Regions from separate parts of the Hordeum vulgare genome. Here all the other regions are linked to region 3. A link is a contact called in public Hi-C data. All regions are on one chromosome and are shown on one strand. Each heading gives the region's core, a stretch centred on a gene start, on an enhancer-like site or on the middle of the called end of the contact. The rest is flanking DNA. Distances are from core to core; before and after follow the strand shown. Region 1 holds the start of LOC123407851 (probable serine/threonine-protein kinase PBL19). Region 2 holds the start of LOC123409407 (FCS-Like Zinc finger 6-like). Region 3 holds the start of LOC123407243.

Region 1 (2,700 bases), core at 35-2,534, 240 kb after region 3:
TAACCTGGACTTCCGGGAGGCCTCGGTGGAGGTAGTCGAGGCCGCGCGCGGCGCCGGCCATGATCTGCAGCCTCGTCCTCCAGGGGAGCGGCGGGTGGGCGCGGCTGAAGAGGTGGTCGTCCAGGGTCTTGTTGGGCATGAACTCGTACACCAGCAGCCTGTGCTTCCCCGCCTCCGAGTCCACCGCGCAGTAGCCGACGAGCTTCACCAGGTTCGGGTGCTCCAGCACGCCCAGGAACTGCACCTCGGCGAGCCACTGCTTGTGCCCCTGAAAATGAAATCACCATCAGAAATCACCATAAAAGATTGTTGATTTAATACGGGTAGCGTGATGCTGTCCCGATCGATGAGTGTGGAGCCTGAACCGAAGTTCACGTGGTGGTTGAGCTCTGCGAATTCTCATTGAAGGCGACACGAGTGGCCGTGCTTGTACCGGGCGGATATGTTTATTGCAACGTCAAGATTCCGGGTTCCTCATGGAGCACTCAGGATTTGTGGCGATCGATCTCGCTGCAAGGATTATTCCAGGTTTCTGACCTGCAGGCTGCGCTGGTTGAGGCGCTTGACGGCGAGGACGACGCGGCCGCCGGCGGCGGAGCGGAAGAAGGCGCGGTAGACGGAGCCGAAGCCGCCCTCGCCGACCTTGAGCGCGCGGCTGAAGCCGTTGGTGGCGCTGCCGAGCTCCTCCAGCCCGAACACGCGCAGCCGCGCCGCGCCCCGCTCCTCCGAGAGCTCCTGGATGCTCCTCGTCGGCGTCGACGCCGACGAGGACGACGCCCTGCTCCGCTTCGGCCCGTCCGGCTTGGGCTCCGCCGCCGGCTTGCTCTTGCCGCCCTTGAACGCGAAGCATCCCATCGTTCTAATCCGCAGGGTTCTCAGGAGTCAGGACAGGAGGAGCTTGCTGTTCATGGGAGTGAGACAGACGAAGCAGCAGTCCAAGAAGAAGGGGTTCAGAAGGGAATGAGGAAAGCCGAAACAGAATTCCGGCACGGTGGGCTGAATCAAGAGGAAGCGGGTTTAGCCTTTGACAGAGACGAGCGGGTGCGTGGGAACGCGCGGCACCCCGACGGACGGACGCATCGACGGATATAAAAATGGCCATGGATCATGCGGGGAATGGGGAGGAGATACTGTACGTACTACGTCGACGGTCAACAGACCCGGCCGCCCTCGTGGTGACGCCTTGCCAGCGTTGGTGTGCGGTTGCGCCGCGGACGCCAAGATGTATGCCCACACCGCCACGTCAGACACGCACACGGCTTTTAGGCCTTGTTTCAAACCACCCAGATTATATAATCTGGTTTTTATAATCTATTGTATTTGCAAACAGGACGGTTTATATTGTAGATTTTATAAACTAGATGACCAGATTATTATAATCTCATAATCTGCTCTACCCCAGCTAAAATAAGATTATGGATTACAAATGATGTGTTACTCTTGTAAACTTCAAGAGAATTACGCAGTGTCATCGCCACTTTCCTATTTTTTCGTGTAAACAGAGGGCAAACATGTCATTGTACAATTTAAAAGCTGGTTTACAGTTTATATAATCTGACCCTCAAACATGCCCACCTGGATTATTTTTATAAACCAGATTATATAATCTATGTTCATAATCTGGATTATCATAATCTATTATGGTTTCAAACAGGGTCTTATTCAGCGGCTGCCTACTGCTGTTTACGATCAAATAGGAAACGTGTTTCACTCTGGTGTCAAATGAGGAATTCCCACTTGCATATTTACATGGTACGAGTTTCACTTAGATGAACGCATCTTTGGTTCGTAGATTTTACTTCTTTCTCGAAAATGAATGTGGAGTCCATTGAGCCATCAAAAACGTTGGCGCCATATACTTACTCCCTCCGTCCCAAAGTATAAGATGTCTTAAATTTTTTGAAATGAATTTCGCATCTTATCCTCAAGTTTGACGTTTTTTACATTAATTACCCCATTTAAAAGAATTTCATCCGTCATACCCCATTTAACAAAACAGTTGTCATAGTTTACCTTTCTATACTTTTTGTGAGCATCCTGATACATGGTCTTGATTGCCAGGTCCACGTTGCCACAGTATTTTTTTCTGCATGTAAATTGACAGCAATGTATAGCATAACTATAATCAGTTTTGACAAAACAATGTGCATAACTATGATATAAGCTACCATCTAAAATAATCAATTTTGAAAGCATGATTTGGTGCATAAATAGGAAGAATATTTTGCCAAAACACATGCGTTTTGTCCACATTGCATTTCCTGACCCCCTACACAAACATGGTAAACATTATCAATTCAAACTGTGCATATGAGTTTACCATGACACATGAGTTCTCAGCACATAATGAAATGACACATGAATCAAGCGGCCGTAAAACGTTCAAGGATCTGCGTTTGGGTCTTCTTGTCATCGGCCCGGTTCAGTCAGCTGCGCGAAGCGGTAAAGACTGTAAAAAAAAAAATCCTAGGAAAAACCTGCCGACATGGCATGTCAGTTGGACCTAATAATTGTGACTCACCTGTCAAAATGCTCTAGAAAATTTAAAAGGGGTAAACTGTAGAAACACTTCTATTAAATGGGGTATGATGGATGAAATTCCGTTGAATGAGGTAATTAGTGTCAAAAAGTAAAAAATGGAATTCACTCTAAATTTTGAGACGGAAGGAGTACATAGGATTAATCATATGTTTCTCATAT
Region 2 (2,700 bases), core at 193-2,692, 150 kb after region 3:
GTTCTCGGAATCGCCCAAAACTTTTTAATGTTTTTTTATGGAGAAAATAAAAAATACCGGAGCGAACAACCATCGGAGGGGGGCCACCTGTTGGTGCCAAGCCAATAGGGCGTGCCCACCCCCTTACGCGCCCTAATAGCTTGGGACCACCTCATTGGTACGTTTGACGTGATTCCAACGCTGAAAAATCATATATATTGAGAAAAACACAAGCCTCTCTACCGAAAAAACTCATCTGAAGCCCTATTCTGGCAATTTGTCAAAGAGGAAAATCATCACCGGAGGCCATCTTCATCACCCCGACGATGTCCATGATAAGGAGGGAGTATTTCACCCTCACGGTGAGGGTATGTACGAGTAGCTATGTGTTTGATCTCTCTCTCCCTCTCCCGCTCTCCCTCTCCCTCCCCCTCTCTCTCCCTCTCCTCCCCCTCTCTCTCCCTCTCCCTCTCCCTCTCCCTCCTCTCTCTCTCCCTCCCTCTCCCTCTCCCTCCCTCTCTCTCTCCCTCTCCGCTCTCCCTCTCCCTCCCCCTCCCCCTCTCTCCCCTCCCTCCCTCCCTCCCTCCCTCCCTCCCTCCCTCTCTCTCTCCTCTCTCTCTCTCTCTCTCTCTCTCTCTCTCTCTCTCTCTCTCTCTCTCTCTCTCTCGTTCTTGGTGATCTTGATGTATCACGAGCTTTGTTAATATAGTTGGATCATATGGTGTTTGTCCCTTGCTATCTTGATGTAATGAATTGAATCTTTCTCTTTAAAATTTTGTTACGCTGGATTAAATATTGAATTTGAGATCACTTGATGTATGTCTTGCATGTGGATAACGGTGATGACAATGGATTTTTCTATTATTTCACTTGATATATGTTTTGATACTCAATTTACGGATTCGTGAGGGTAACCTATACATGGATTGATACACGTTCTTGTCTTATTGGGCTACCTCTACACATGTCATACTTTTTTGTCTAATATGAAAAGGCAGTGCTCCTGTCGTTTTATTAACAAAAGAAAAGGAAAAGTAAACAAAAGTGGCAGCTCAGCGCCAAAGCTCACACGAGATCTAGGCGTCCACCGCACCGCCCCCGGAGAGCTAGATTTCATACGCCACGCCAGAAGATCGCACCACCAGGCCACCACCTGGAAAGATTCCAACCTTCCACCGGAAGAATTCAGGGATCTCTAACAATGCACGTGCGCCGGGAGCCAAAACCTGGTTAACGACGTACTTATTTTTGAATTTTCGATCGCTGCAGCCTGCCTGCAGGTCAGATAAAACGTTTGTTAACTGACGGACTGAGTGTTCCATGATTATTTATTTTGTGTGCTTGTCAGACGTCTGGCCCCTCTCCACAGCTGCATGATTGATTTTTGATTCGATCCAGCCATCGACTTCAGCCAACGGGTTCCCTCACACTCCTCTCCTACCACCCATGGTTTCGTCACCAAGCACAACCAACTGCGCATGCAAACAGACAAAAACAAAAGCGGGCTGGCTTCCCTGGCCTCCGTCGTATATAACCCCGGCCTGCCCCGGTCACCTCCTTCCGCCCAAGCAAGCGTGCCGAGGCACACCACCCGAGCGCGCACGCACGCACTCTCCACCTCCCAGGAGCAAGAGCAACGGCGGCCGTGCCACGCGTGCGCGAGCATACGCATGGGTGAAGAGGCCGCCTCCACCGCGGCGCCGGCGTCGCTCTCGTCGTCGTCGTCGTCGTCGTCGTCGTCGCTGCTGGCCGCGGCGGCCGTGAAGGGGGACGAGGAGCGGTACGTCAAGGTGGCGTCGAGGTTCTTCCGGGTGAGGCCGGGCGGTCTGGCCCGCCGCCACCACTTCCTCGACTCCTGCTTCCTCTGCAAGGCGAGCATCTCCCGCGACCGCGACATCTTCATGTACAAGTACGAGCAAAACTACTTCCACGGCTGCAGCTGGTTCTCTTTTGATCCCACGGTGGTTAATTCTTGGTGCTGATGCCGGCGTTGGTTGGTTTGTGCAGGGGCGACGAGGCGTTCTGCGGCGAGGAGTGCAGGCAGGAGCAGATGGCCATGGACGAGGCGCTCCACGCGGTGGCGCGCCGGCGCCACAAGCAGGTCACGGCCGAGCAGGCCGCCAGCACCGCGCGCCGCGAGGCGACGGCGGCGTCCATGGCGCACCGCCGGCCCACCGTCGCCAACCTCGGCGCGGTGGCGCGCACACCCGTGGCCGCCAGCTAGCCACACATGCTCGTCGGCGCGCGTGAGCAGCTGCCGGCTACGTATGCACCATGGATCTAGTACTATATTCCATGGCTAGATCGCTAGGTGGCTAAGAAACGGACTGATCATAACGGCGGTTCGACCGATCGAATGCTAGCAAACAAGCAAGGAGGGGAGAGATGTATAGCTATTAAGACATGGATCTCAAGAATGTTTTCCTGCGTGTGTTATTATTGCTTCCCGCGCATGCTCTAAGTGGATCATCAAATCTAGGAGTACATGCGATGCTAATATAGGATGGATCATCGATCCAGCTGGGTTTATCTGAGCATGTGTTTTTCTTCTCAATGCATGATATTGATATTACCCTGCTTCAACTTGTGTAAACTAAGCTTCTGCATTAAGACTAAACGCATCGTTTTGTGAGCTTGTGTTACAAGAAGAATCTTACAGGTCCATAACCATAGTAATTGACACCAATGTGTTTCTACATCTTCTTAGAAAACTTCGAGGCC
Region 3 (2,700 bases), core at 69-2,568:
GCTGTGATGAATCTCTTAATTCAACTGCATGCCATGCCATGCCATGATGCCAACCCTTCTTTACAACAAGGCAGGAAGCAACAGTGCGTAGCAGCTGCCTGGTCGATTATTGCGTCCAAGTCTCAACTCTTAGTTGAAGCTTTTCAGTTATTAATCGGTCTCTTCTACGTACGCGACAGCTCAGGCAGACAGTACAAGTATTATATTGGGGGCATGACAGGGCTGGCACTATGCATTGCATAATGTTCAGCGGGCAGGGGCACCTCTCAATCACGAATTGTTTTAGTTCGGAGCGGTTGACTGGCCTTATCTACATGACTAGAAACATCTGCGTTCGATCGACTACAATATTATCATGGTGGCAAGCAGTTGGACAGAAGATCTGTGACGCGTACGCGCATGGAAAGTGCTCACAGTCATCAATTACACAATCACAATACTATAGCAAGCAGATGGACACCGGCGGTACGTACGTGCATGTGCATGCACCAGCCAACAATCCTCTGAAGTAGTACGAACCGAAAAGATAGCATGGCACGTACGCGCGTCAAGCGCTAGTCGTAGTGGGCGGGGCCGTGGGCGCGCTTGCTCCTGGTCGAGGTCGAGGACGGCGGCGGCGGGGCGAGCAGGTGGTCGCAGAGGGCGGCGAACTCGGCCATGACGTCCGCGACCATGGCGGCCTTGCCCTTGCCGACGAGCAGCCGCACCAGCGCGCCCACCCGCGCGTCAGGCTCCTCCAGGCGCTGCCCGCGGGGCGGCTCCCTCAGGCGCCGGAGCAGGGCGCGCGCGTGGCGGGCGGCCCCCGGCAGCGTGCCCGCGCGGAGGGACGCGTCGGCTAGCGCGGCCGCGTAGCCCGTGGCGGCGCGGCTGCTGGTGGTGGTGATTCTCGTGCCGGCACGCGCCGGGTGCGCCGGCGGAGCGGCGGAGGCCGACGCTGACGACGAGGAGGAGCGGCGGGGCGGCGCGGGAACGGTCAGGCGCGCGGAGATGGAGGAGGCCGGGGGCGGGTGCCTGAGGTGGAGCGCGCGGTGGTGGGGCGGGAGGGAGGCGGCGGCGGCGGAGGGCAGCGCCCCGTGGTGGTGCAGGGACACGGCCGCGTCCATGGCGCCCGGTGTGGAGACGGAACGGCTGAACGTGAACGAGTGGCGCCGGTGGCTTGTGCTCACGCTGGCTGATCTGCGCCGCGCGCGCGTGCGTTGGTCCTCGGATTGGGTTGGGTTTGGGCGTTTGGGTGGGCGACGTGGACACGCACGCGCACGGCGGCCGGACAGTGAACCGGGCGCGCCCGGCGACGTGGCCACGGCCACGCAGCAGCAAGTGGCCGGCGTGGTCCAGAGCGGGAAGAGACACCGTTGATTTTACTTTCTTGGGAAATTCTATTTAGAAAAGCCGCATGATGGAGCGGTTTGCATCCTTTTTTCTCATACATGCATGCATGCAATGATGTCATGGGATTCTTTTTAAATGATTGAATTTAAAAACTTTTATTTCTTAAACCGTTAATTCGACCAATGATTCGTTTTCGTCGTTGACTTTGTTCCGATAAAAGCTTCAAAACTAGATCCCATGTCGACATGTTTTGATAATTTTTTTTTTTGCCCGTACTTATCACATTTGTTGTGCTTATTTATCATATTAGTAAGTACTTACTTGTCTGATAAAAAATAACTTAATCGCCAAATTTTTTGAAAACTGCGTATAAATATGACATCTAGACATAATCAAAATGGCAAGCACAAACAATTTTTTTTTGACGATTACGCGCAAAAATATGACAACTCAACATATTTAAAACCGGTGACCACAAAAAATCTTTTTTGATCATCGTTTATAAATATGATAACTCGACATAGTTAAACTAACAAACACATAAAATAGTTTTTTTGACAAAGTTGTATGTAAATATGACAAGTTTGCATATTTAAATTGACAAACACAACCTATGACAATGCTTTTATATCATGTATAATGAAAACTGTTACATGGTTTTATACAAAAAAATATTAAGAGTGTTAATTAAGTTATTTTTTCAGGCAAGTAAGTGGTTAATAATATGGCAAGTGGGGTCAAAAAATATGGCAAGTATGGATGAAAAAAAATAGTTGACGGAACATGTCGACATGGGATCTAGTTTCGAAGAACTCGTCGAGAGAAAGTCAATGGTGAAAGCGGATCATCGATTGAATTAACGGTTTTGTAGATACAACTTTTTAAAATTCAAAATCAAAAAGAATCTTGATGACATCATTGCATGCATGTAGCAGTTTTCATTATACATAATGATATCATTGCACGCATGCATGCATGAGAGAAATATGTAATGGGTGATTAACAGGAGGTTAATTTTTTGCATTGAAATGTGATTAAGTGAGCCGCCGCACGGCAAGACGTAGGTGCGGCGCCGCTCCCTAGCGTTAATCAAGATGATAATAATATACAAATTTTCAAAGTGGTTTCACTTATTTCCTCATAACCGAAAATTTAATATCAAAATAAGATAATGATCCACGACAAACATATATAATAGTTAGGAAAACAATCTATTGATCAAAAACCATAATAAGGCCTAATTTTTCTCTGCGTTTAATTAAGCTTCCATGTTTGCTAGTAAAAGAAATGAAGAAAATCATGAACAACATATATATATATAATAATAAATTATCTTATTTTCATTTAATATATGGCATGATCATTAAAAAC

Evidence for each region. Hi-C and Micro-C count contacts between places; a contact is called where the count stands out from the background.
Region 1: a Hi-C map of seedling shows a contact between it and region 3, with 3 times the contacts expected there. The contact joins the promoter of LOC123407851 here to the promoter of LOC123407243 in region 3. A contact is called at or near these places in 3 of 6 Hi-C or Micro-C datasets (leaf and seedling) and 1 of 1 datasets of contacts at active chromatin or transcription factors (embryo).
Region 2: a contact with region 3 is called in a Hi-C map of seedling, with 4 times the contacts expected there. The contact joins the promoter of LOC123409407 here to the promoter of LOC123407243 in region 3. A contact is called at or near these places in 5 of 6 Hi-C or Micro-C datasets (leaf and seedling) and 1 of 1 datasets of contacts at active chromatin or transcription factors (embryo).

Annotation. Positions count from the first base shown.
Region 1 is chr7H:538,096,602-538,099,301 of MorexV3_pseudomolecules_assembly, forward strand. LOC123407851 (probable serine/threonine-protein kinase PBL19) reads right to left here and starts at 1,285. Exons shown (of 1, transcript XM_045101080.1): 1 at 187-1,285. The coding sequence starts at 855. The coding sequence ends at 520. It also overlaps the pseudogene LOC123407852.
Region 2 is chr7H:538,009,110-538,011,809 of MorexV3_pseudomolecules_assembly, forward strand. It overlaps LOC123409407 (FCS-Like Zinc finger 6-like), which reads left to right and starts at 1,443. Exons shown (of 2, transcript XM_045102319.1): 1 at 1,443-1,888; 2 at 1,987-2,562. The coding sequence starts at 1,458. The coding sequence ends at 2,203.
Region 3 is chr7H:537,860,637-537,863,336 of MorexV3_pseudomolecules_assembly, forward strand. It overlaps LOC123407243, which reads right to left and starts at 1,319. Exons shown (of 1, transcript XM_045100332.1): 1 at 384-1,319. The coding sequence starts at 1,103. The coding sequence ends at 555. LOC123407242 (ras-related protein RABA3-like) reads right to left here and starts at 26. Exons shown (of 1, transcript XM_045100331.1): 1 at 1-26.